2 separate regions of the Drosophila melanogaster genome follow, and region 1 is linked to region 2. A link is a contact called in public Hi-C data. All regions are on one chromosome and are shown on one strand. The core of a region is the stretch at or near the end of the contact, and the rest is flanking DNA. Distances in the headings are between cores, read along the strand shown. Region 1 holds the start of Orp8 (Oxysterol-binding protein-related protein 8). Region 2 holds the start of MED25 (Mediator complex subunit 25).

Evidence for each region. Hi-C and Micro-C count contacts between places; a contact is called where the count stands out from the background.
Region 1: a Hi-C map of the OSC cell line shows a contact between it and region 2, with 2.2 times the contacts expected there. The contact joins the promoter of Orp8 here to the promoter of MED25 in region 2. A contact is called at or near these places in 9 of 107 Hi-C or Micro-C datasets (the D17-c3 cell line, the Kc167 cell line, the OSC cell line and 4 more) and 1 of 6 datasets of contacts at active chromatin or transcription factors (the Kc167 cell line).

Annotation. Positions count from the first base shown.
Region 1 is chr3R:20,306,332-20,311,697 of dm6, reverse strand. It overlaps Orp8 (Oxysterol-binding protein-related protein 8), which reads right to left and starts at 2,354. Exons shown (of 10, transcript NM_001202323.2): 1 at 2,068-2,354; 2 at 1,060-1,794. The coding sequence starts at 1,495. It overlaps CG4362, which reads left to right and starts at 4,161. Exons shown (of 3, transcript NM_142619.3): 1 at 4,161-4,355; 2 at 4,782-5,154; 3 at 5,222-5,366. The coding sequence starts at 4,191.
Region 2 is chr3R:20,006,189-20,010,981 of dm6, reverse strand. MED25 (Mediator complex subunit 25) reads right to left here and starts at 2,035. Exons shown (of 1, transcript NM_142597.4): 1 at 1-2,035. The coding sequence starts at 1,922. Hs6st (Heparan sulfate 6-O-sulfotransferase) reads left to right here and starts at 2,470. Exons shown (of 6, transcript NM_001275821.1): 1 at 2,470-2,821; 2 at 4,323-4,747. The coding sequence starts at 4,562.

The DNA.
Region 1 (5,366 bases), core at 1,105-3,604, 300 kb before region 2:
CCTAGCAACCCAACGAGTTTAGACAGAAGAGCCACTCAGACAACTGGTATGCAAGTCAATTAACACCAAACAGCGACCGAATCTCACATGGATGACTGAATGGGCCCGCAGAGCGGAAGCGCGCTAAATGACGAACAAAAGCCGAGTGTTAAGCGATAACGTGGCCCCCGGGATGGATGGCTTGGAGCTACGAATGGATGAGGGATTCGGGTGCGGGGTACGGGTAGGGGTACGGGTAGGGGTACGGATTACGGATTAGCCGGCAATCGGCTGATGAATGAGCTGGAATTTTGAAATGTGAGCAGCAGCGAAATCAAAACAAGCAAAACACACAGCATACGGAAACAAAATTCTAAGCTACAATCGGAATCCATGGCTTGTACAAGTGCGGTCAAAACAATAGCTCATAGTTATGTGACATTTTCCTTTTTGATTATTAAGTTTCATTTTATGGGGTTATCTATTTGTACTTGGGTTAATGACTTTATGGATGGTTTGTATCATAACTGATTGATGATTGAGTTGATAAAAGTTTAGATAAGATAAGAAGGTCCTAAAGTCTGAACTCGACTGTATTAACTCGCCGCGGCTACAATTTTAACATATATTTTTCACTTTTCAAATATCTTGTGATCCAGGGAAACTTTAAAAATAAAAGATTGTAAGATTCTGGAAGAAATTCATATATTTTTTTTCTGCTTCAAAAATAAGAGCAATGTGTATTGTAGCTCACTATCTCAATTGCAAATCGAATAATTTTGCAAAGAATTGAGCACTTCAGATTAAGATTATCAAGAACTAGGTCTGAAATTTTCTTGGGGAAATTACGTTTGATTAGTCAGCGAAATAAACTTCTTTTGTGCTATTTTTTTGACCGCAATTGTGTGAGTGTGTGTTTTCATGTGCGAATCGTTTCGTTTGCATTAGCTTCGATTGCGATTGATCAATTCGAAAAGTGTGTATGAGTGACATTGAAAGAGAGTAATAGAGAGGAGAAGAAGCGGGGGGAAAAGAACACGACAACAGAGAGTGGGGCGGGTAAAAGGGGGTTCCACTCACCTGTCGACTGACGCAGTCCGGCGCTATTCGGCGGCGTGATGCTGATTCCGCTGACGCTGCTGGCGGCGCCCACACTCACGCCCAGCGATTGGTTGGATGCGCCCATGGACAGACCAGAGGGGGTCACAGCACCGGCTCCCGTTCCGCCACCCGCCGAAGGCAGGGGCGCCTGCAACTGCAGCAGGTGACCGCCGGTGGGCACGCTGCTTGACTGCGGTTGTTGATGCGGCGTTCCGGGCATCGAATGCGAGTGCGGTGTGGCGGGATGTGCCAGAGTATCCCCTCCCCCCGCCGCACCTTGCTGCTTGGCACTGTTTATGCGTATGGGGGTGCTGCTGGCCACCGCGGGCGCAGAGGCAGCAGGCCCGCTGGCGGCAGAGGGGGTGGCCGAAGGTGCATTATTGACAGGCGTGCTGGGCGTTGCGGGCTGCTGCATGATCACTCAGTTATTGCACTTAATTAGGTTTGGTTATTCTTCGCTTAATTGATTCCTTTATATGTTTTTTTTTTTGGTTTGCTATCAATCAGCAGGCATTGCTCCAATTGTCGTTCTCACAAACACGCAAGAACACGCTTACCCACACTCACACTGGCGCACAAAAGCACACACACGCACACAGGGCCGGACGCAGGGCCAATTATTGATTTTGTTTTAGCCGCTCCACCGTTTTAACCCACTCGTAGGTTCTTAATTTGTTTCGCACTAGAATTTTGGTTTCTTACAGTTGATTTTGCCTGGAATTATTAAATTATGATTGTATTTTAATGTTTCAATAGTCAAGTCTCCGATTAGAACTGTTTTCAGCAGCTCAGCTGGTCAGTTGTCCAATTGGAAAGACGGCCACGTAACACGCTCTTGGAATCTGCTCGTTTTTTCGATATTCTTGGTTCCAATTAGTGACAAAAAAAGCGCGATTCTGCTTAGAATTGTACTTATACTGATACCAACTCTAATATAATTCTAACACGCACACACACACACACTCGCACACTTGTTTTGTCACACACTTTTTCGATTTTCGTTTTTCTTTTCGCGGCTCTATCGCTCTCTCTATCGCTCCCAGGCGGTCCGCTGTCGCTGGCGATTCGCGTTCAACTGAAACTGAAGCTGCAGTCGTAGTCGCCCGTATTCCAAAAAGCTAAACTTGTTTCTTTTCGCTTTCGTATGAGCTCATCCAGCACTGCCGACGTCACCACCCCCCGCGTTCCATTTATTATTTTCATGACGCGGCCAAGAAAGACGCTGGAAGAGCGAAACAAGCTTTTCGTGTTTTTTCTATTCCTTTTGTTCCGTTTGTTTTTTGGGGAGGATTACATCAAGTTGGAGCTGCCACATAGCGCAAAAAAATGCCGGGACAGTCAGCTGGTAGCACCTGCGTGTATCGATAAATCGATAGTTCCTGTTTTAAAGCCCTGTCGACGGGACGTAACAAAATATTAGACGTCAGTGGCAGTAGATTTCGAGGATTTTAAAATGCTTTCCGTCAATTTCTTCAACATCATCCCAATGTGTCTGCGCGACTTTTGGTATGACTCGTCAAGCTCGCCGGCCTTTATAGTCTGCCAAAAGGCGTAAATTTTTAACATTTGAAATTGAGTTCGTCATGTTGTGAACGTAAATGCTAAACGGGGACGGTAAATTCAAATTCTGAGCAGACAAAACATAGTGTGCTTACCGATTGTTTTTGTTATTTATTATCGGTAAAGAGGCGCGGATTTCAAAATGACTTATATTTTGTGTCTAATTGGACACAATTGCTTATTTTTTGTGGAAGTGAGCCGATTTTTACGAAAAAATAAAGAATTTACTTCTCTCGTTTTTTTTTAGAAATGGAAAAGGTGACTGACACTGTTCGCTCTTTGCAGTGGACGAGCTTTCGTTAGGGTGAACCTATTTTTGAGAACTAAATGTACTTTCATTGAAAAATTCCCATCGCAAATTTTATATATAAAAAATAATATTATTTTATGCTTATTCTATTTGTGCTAAAGTTTGCTGAATCATCATTTAAACTCGTTCTATAAGCTGGATGAAATATATCAAATAAATAAATAAAACTCGTCGAATTTTAGATTTTACCACTACAGTTACTTTTAATCAAATATGTAATTTTACTTTTACATTTACATTTAAGTTTATTTAGTTAATTCTTTTTTCGCATTTTTCTGGAAGACTCGACTACCAGATGTCCTGTTCTCTCCTAGATCACCATCTTCCTATGTTAGTATACTAACATGGCTCCATTGATTTAATGATGTGACGTGGGTTTCATGCTGTAGTCTTGTTGAAAAATACAACGTGGGAGTTTTAAATCAATACCCGGTTCGACCATCTGATTCGAAACTCTAGATCTATTTTTAATCTGCTTGTATTACCTTAAATGGGGATTATAGCTGACCACAAAACTGTTACAATTATGGTTTGTATATAACATTTGGATTGAACCCATGCAATATCTTAACATTGCGCACCAGAATCTAGAAGATGTCATGGGAAATATGGATCGGTCGTTTTCGATAATTAATTTTAATGAATTAACAACTTTATTTCTGAAGCAATAAATGAATTACTCGTGTACGACCATAAATTAAAGTTAAAAATATTTGCAAAACTGCGATACTGCTATCATGGAAAGTTTATAGGAGTAGGTTAAAGCAGATGTTTTTGCTATCAACAAAAATTAAGGAATTTATTTTAAAAAGAAATCGCCGACCGATAAGCCGGCAACCCAAAACAAACAATCAATGTATTGTATTGCTCATTGCTCGAGATCGCTTAATCCAATAAACGAACTTCAGATTGCACGAGAATGATTAGGAACTCAACAGTATCTATTCGGGCCACTTACGATCTTTAGGGTTGACCGACGTTTTTATGAATATTTCATTATGCCACTCGAAGATGGTTATCCTACCGGGCCTATCTGGAGTGTTGATTCTGCAGATTTCGTGCGGTTGGAGGAACTGCAACAGTTATTATTTATACTGAGTGTTATCACACGTTCTTATCGCCATGAGAGCTACTGTAAAACTCTCGATCCCAATGGGTTTGATAAGTCGGACAGGAGCACATATAAAACCTAGTGCGTCCGTGCGGGTGGCATTGTGAAAGTGAAAGTCAAATATACACCATGAAGTACCTGCTCAGCATGACCTTGCTGCTGGCCATCGGGCTGCAGCAGATCGACGCCCACGGCATGATGCTGTCCCCGCCGAGCCGATCCTCCCGTTGGCGCTACGATGGATCCGCACCCCAGAACTGGAACGACAACGAACTCTTCTGCGGCGGTTTGTACGTAAGTGTCGGATCAATTGGATAATTGGATAACCACAAGGATCTACGATAATTGAAGATTAGTGTGGCACATGCATGGGATTCTTAATGGTGATGCTCTTCAGTGGGCTAAAGCAAATGGCAAAACTTTTAGCCAAGGCTTTATGTTAGAAACTAAAATTTGTTATTCTTAAACGATTCATTACCAAATTATTCGGGGCGCATTCTTAAAGTGGCATCTTCAATGGAAATCAAATATGGAATACCAACACTAAATTAGAAACCTATTCCAGTGTTGGTTAATCATGTTCTAGGGACATCAATAGTATTCTTTCTTATGGTATGCCATTATTTAATCTGATTTCAACGGTACGAAAAGATGTCGTATTCTTTATAAACGAGGACCTTCAAAACGTTTACCATCAAATATGTTTTCGTAAACCCGCAGACGCAGTCCAACAATGGAGGTCGCTGTGGTCTGTGCGGCGACAACTTCCTGGATGCCCAGCCCCGTGCCAACGAGATCGGAGGAAGCATCGGTGGAGCTGGTGTGGTGACCAGGAGCTACGTGGCTGGCAATACCATCACCGTGGGCGTGAAGATCACCACCAATCACTTGGGTTACTTCGAGTTCCACCTGTGCAACCTGGACGCCTTCGGTGCCGAGTCGGAGGAGTGCTTCGATCAGAACCGCCTGCGATTCATCGATGGAAGCGATAGAAAGGATATCGGCGATCAGATGGGCGAATTCGATGTGACAGTCGTCCTGCCGGAGGGTCTTACCTGCTCTCACTGCGTCCTCCGCTGGACCTATGTGGGTGGTAAGTGGTGGCCAGAACGTAAATGGAACTTAAAGTGAAAATTAATTGAACATCTTGTGCATTTCAGCCAACAACTGGGGCATCTGCGATAATTCCGGAAACGGAGCCTTGGGCTGTGGCCCACAGGAAACATTCAAGAACTGCGCCGATGTGAGCATCTACTGGGGTCGCAACCTGGTCAAGGAATTGGTCGGTGGCGGAGATCCAGTGGC
Region 2 (4,793 bases), core at 786-3,285:
GTGTAGAGTAGGATGAGAACCTTAAGGTCACAGGCTGGTGAGTTGGGGATGGAGGAGAAGTGGACGCAGCCAGCATAGCCGGAGGTCATCATCTTGGCCAGCGAATCGAGTGCCTCTCCTGGAGTGGGTCGAAAAACAACCATTTTCGAGTCCTTGAGAAACTGCCCACCAATATTGCCAACTAGGTGCTTGGGCATTAGCTGCATCAACAGCTTGGGCGGCCAGTTCTCAGCCTTGATCTCGGGCTCGCCATCTTTGATGTTGGTGCACACGGTACACTGGAGTGTATGGGGAATCTTCTGTTGATCGGACTTTGGCTTCTCTGACCACTCCAGCACTCCGGTCCATATCTTTTCCCTCAAGGAGGCCTGCTCCTGCTGCGAATTTCCCTGCTGTTGCTGCTGCGGATTGCCCTGCTGCTGCGGATTCGACTGTTGTCCTACTTGTTGTTGCTGCTGCTGCGGATTAGACATGTTGCCGGCATTGCTAGCCGGCATCATATTGTTTCCTGCATTGGGATTTACCTGCTGCTGTTGCTGTCCTTGCTGCTGCTGTTGCTGTTGCTGGGCCAGTTGCTGTTGCTGCTGCAACTGCTGGTGATTTAGCATCTGCTGCTGGCTCAGCATCTGCATCCTTTGTTGCTGCTGCTGTTGGGCCTGTTGTTGCTGCTGCTGCTGCTGCTGCGCCTGCTGCTGTTGCTGCTGCTGCAGCGAGGTCACAGTTTGGTTCGGCGGCGGCGCATTAATGCGCGATATCAGAGCAGAATTTGGATTCTGTTGCATGCCGCCGCCTTGGCCCACACCGCCCACATTGCCTGCTCCCTGCATGAAGGGCGGACGCGCCTGACCAGGCTGGTTGGGATACATCCAGCGGTTTTGGCCGGGTCCCACGTTTTGCTGGAAGTTCTGATTCTGCATTTGATTGGAAACGAATTGATTCTGCTGCTGCTGCTGCAATAGTTGCTGCTGCTGCTGTGGATTGAGTAAGCCCGCTGGGGGATTTGGACCGGGCTGCTGTTGCTGCATCGTGTTCATGTTCATGACCTGCTGCTGAGGATTGCCTTGTTGTTGCTGTTGCTGCTGCTGTTGTTGTTGCTGTTGCTGCTGCTGGGCTGGAGTGGTGTCCATGGGCATGCCCTGCCCTTGTTGTTGCTGACCAGCTTGATTTTGTTGCTGTTGTTGTTGCTGCTGCACTGTAGCCTGTGCCGCATTGGGTGCAGCCATTTGGGCCGCCATGCTGTTGGGACTAGGTGCTCTCTCCTTGAGGCTGTATCCCTTTAGAAGCACTAGGTGTCTTATGTTCTTGGCATAGTTTTTGCTCGTAATGGGCTGATCTCCGTCGGCCTTCATGAAAAGTTTGAACAACACCGGCATCTTGCGTGGCGCAATAATGGAGAGATTGATTTTGCGCTCGTTGAAGAGCGCCGCCAGCTGCTCACATGATTTGCCCGGATACTTCCACGACTCCGTTGTGGGCATCTGGTACGGCGGACTGTTGCAGATGAGAATGCAGTGCCTCTGGACGCTGGTCTGATCGAGCAACTGGCGCCTTTCGCTGATGTCATCAAAACAGCCGTGGGCCGCAGCAAATCCTTCGGCCATGTGGGCACAGGACTCCATTCCGCCTCCCACTAGTGGCAATCTTTCGATCGTCTCCATCACTTTTTGGGGCTGCAGAAAGGGACCATAGGTTGAACAAACTGGCTCCAGCAGATTGGCCGCTGTACGGTAGACCACAATACCGTACAGAGTGGCAAAGCGCTCCGCAATCAGGTATTCCCGCTCGTCGATGGAGCCAGTGGTGAAGTGCTCCAAAGTCGGCAGGATGTAGTTGGTCTTTAGTTCGTTGATGTAGGCTCCGTTGATGGCGCTGCCCTCGATGACGAAGACCACGTCGGCCAGGGGAATCTGGTCCACCTCCATTGGACGATGGGAGTTGGCTTTAAGTTGAAAAACTTGTTGCAAAAAATGTAAACTATGTTGTCTGCTTTACACCGCTCTTTTACTTTTTTCGTTTGTTTTGCATATCGCTCTGCTGCTATCGATAGTCAACTTATGGTTATCGCTCAGCGATTGCTAGGGCTGCAAAATAAATGAATATTCAAAAGTGCCCATAAAGTTGGATTTAAGAATATGCAGATTGCCTTGAAAACTTGTTTCTATTGAATTCTTTTTCTATTTTCACAAATAAAAAAACGTTTGGTGTTTATCTAATTAACTTAAAATTGAATATTGCATACAAAAGATAACTATAAATAAGATATTACGATGTTTTATGTTAGGTATCATAATTATAGTTGTTTTATGTATGTATTTTCAATGGAACTATAAAGTTAATTCTTTAAATATTCGTTACCAATAGTTTATATCGATGGTTGCAAGTGCTGCCAGACTCTCGCAGCGAGTTTCCGTTCGGCAGTCTGGCAGCGCGGTCAGCTGTTCCTATTGCCCAACTTGCGCAGTTCGTTTTGTTCAGTTCATTCGCCGATTTTGAAGAATGCGGACGTTGACGCTGGTACCGCGTCGTTTTGCCAAAATAATTCGTAAAAAATATACGCAAAACGCTTAGAAAGTGTCAATTAACTAAACATTAGCTATTGAGCAGTGCAAGTGCAGGAAAAACGATCGCAGAAATAGCCGAAAACACATGAAAGTGCGAATTGCGGGCTTTTTTGTGGCTGGCACAGAATGTGTGGCACAAAGCGGAAAGCGCGCTAATTGAGCGTGCGAGCGCCTGAAACGCAGAGAAATGTAAATAAATAAACGTGTGACGCCGCGACAATTGTGAAAAGTGCACAAACACGACGTTTGGCAAGTGAAAAGTGAGTGAAATCTAGATAAATTTCATTAAATTGCCCATTTCGCATCTGGCAAGAAGAACAGCTGTTGTTTGGCATCTCGCTCTGTCTGGTTGTCCTCTCTCTTATTTTGCCCTCTCTCTGTTTTTGTTGCTCCCCTTTGCTTCTGTTTTTTTTTACTGCAATGTTGCTAAATCGTTTGATTCTATTATTATAATTATACTCCTTGCCCTGACGTCACTGCCTCGAAAAACCTGATAATTTGGGTAGGCAATTAGCATGGTTTAAGTATAGTTTAGAGTACAGAGAAGTGAATTAAACGGCCATGTGTGCACAGCATGCATGCTTTTTTGTTATTGTTGCCTGGCAACATGTTTCGCCACATCTGCCTTTTTTTTCTTGTCTCTCTGTTAGTCCAATTTGCCAATAAGCAACTTTTCCATTTGTTTACAATAATTGTGATCGCTACAGAAGCACCGATCGTGAAGTAAAAAGCGCCTACATAAATATAAGGCACCAGTTATGCTTGGGCGTCACTCCGACTGCCGATCGCCAGTTATTTTAGTTGGGTGTTTGTACATTTAAATACCCTACCTAAATGCAACTTACTCGCATGTAGTCAATATCATTCAAACCCTAATATGTTACGCATTTTCCAATCGGGTTTATCACATATAAACAATATCGAAGCCAGATAAAGCGACTTGTGATAATAATCACCCATACAACAAAGGCTGTTCATTCATTATATTTACCATATTATTGATAACTATTTTTATAACTGAACTACAATATGTTCTTATAAATAAAGAATCACTAGATAATTTAAATATTAAATGAAATAAGTACAAACTATTTTTTAACTATAATAAGTTATTATTTGAGTAATTGCACGTATTATCATGTACGGATGTAGGTTTTTTGCTTTAAATAATAAACGTATTTAAACGTATTTTTAATTGATTAAGGGTATACTAAATGCATTGCTTTCGGCTCCGCCATTCACTTTCCACTATTGCGTCATTATTGGTTGATTTATGTATTTTATCGTTACGCTATACATTTGCAGATCGCATTCGCGCGTGGAAATTTAATTTAAGATTTCCCACACAAATAAAGATAAATTTGTTATTGCACAAACGTTTGTTATTCACGCCCGTCTTGAATACTTACTAATAGATTTGCAATTAAAATAGGGTCAGATTAAACGATAAATCAACTTCACCGCCTGCTTATCAGTTTTTGACCCTAACAAAAAAATAGAAAGTCCAATTAACTATGTATGTACGTTTTAATTGTGAACTTCTTATCAGTCTGCCATAGATTTAGGTTCTTAAAAACTATTTTTGATTTTCCCCTGAAGAGCTTTCAGCTACTAAGTAAGTGGCTAGATAAGGGCTAGACAATTTGACAGACCGCTTTATCGGCATGGTCAAGTGGTAACTAATCGGAAACGGTGTTGCTTTTGTAGTGCTCCCAAAACTAATAGGTTTCTAACCGTTTTTCACTCTTACTCCATTTGCAGGCACTGAAAGCCGAGAGACAAGGAAAACCCATTTCCGCGCCAAGTGCAATGGGCGAAGGTGTTCCCATTTTTCGAGTTCTTATCGGGCAGCGACTGAAGTATGATTGAGTTGGCCTCGCCTCCGATTCGCGTCTGGTTCTCGTTGCGCTAGGCCGATACGGATACCCGCTTGGACTCCACTCGGGTGGACCCTTGTTGGACCTTTAGTGCGATTTTCGAGGGAGGCCAGGGAATGGAACATGCCCGGGGATATGCATAAGAACGTATCTGTTCAAGTCGATAGTGATTTTGCCTTATTGCTGCCCAGTGGTGTTTATGAAATCAAGAAAATGGAACCGCGCTCCAAAATCCGAACAATCATTGTGTTTTGCCTCTTCCTGGCCATCGCCGGCATCATCGGATTTGGATACTTTTGTCAAGATCAGGTAAGTGCCAAATCCCCTCATTAATTCCCATTGCTTATAATTTATA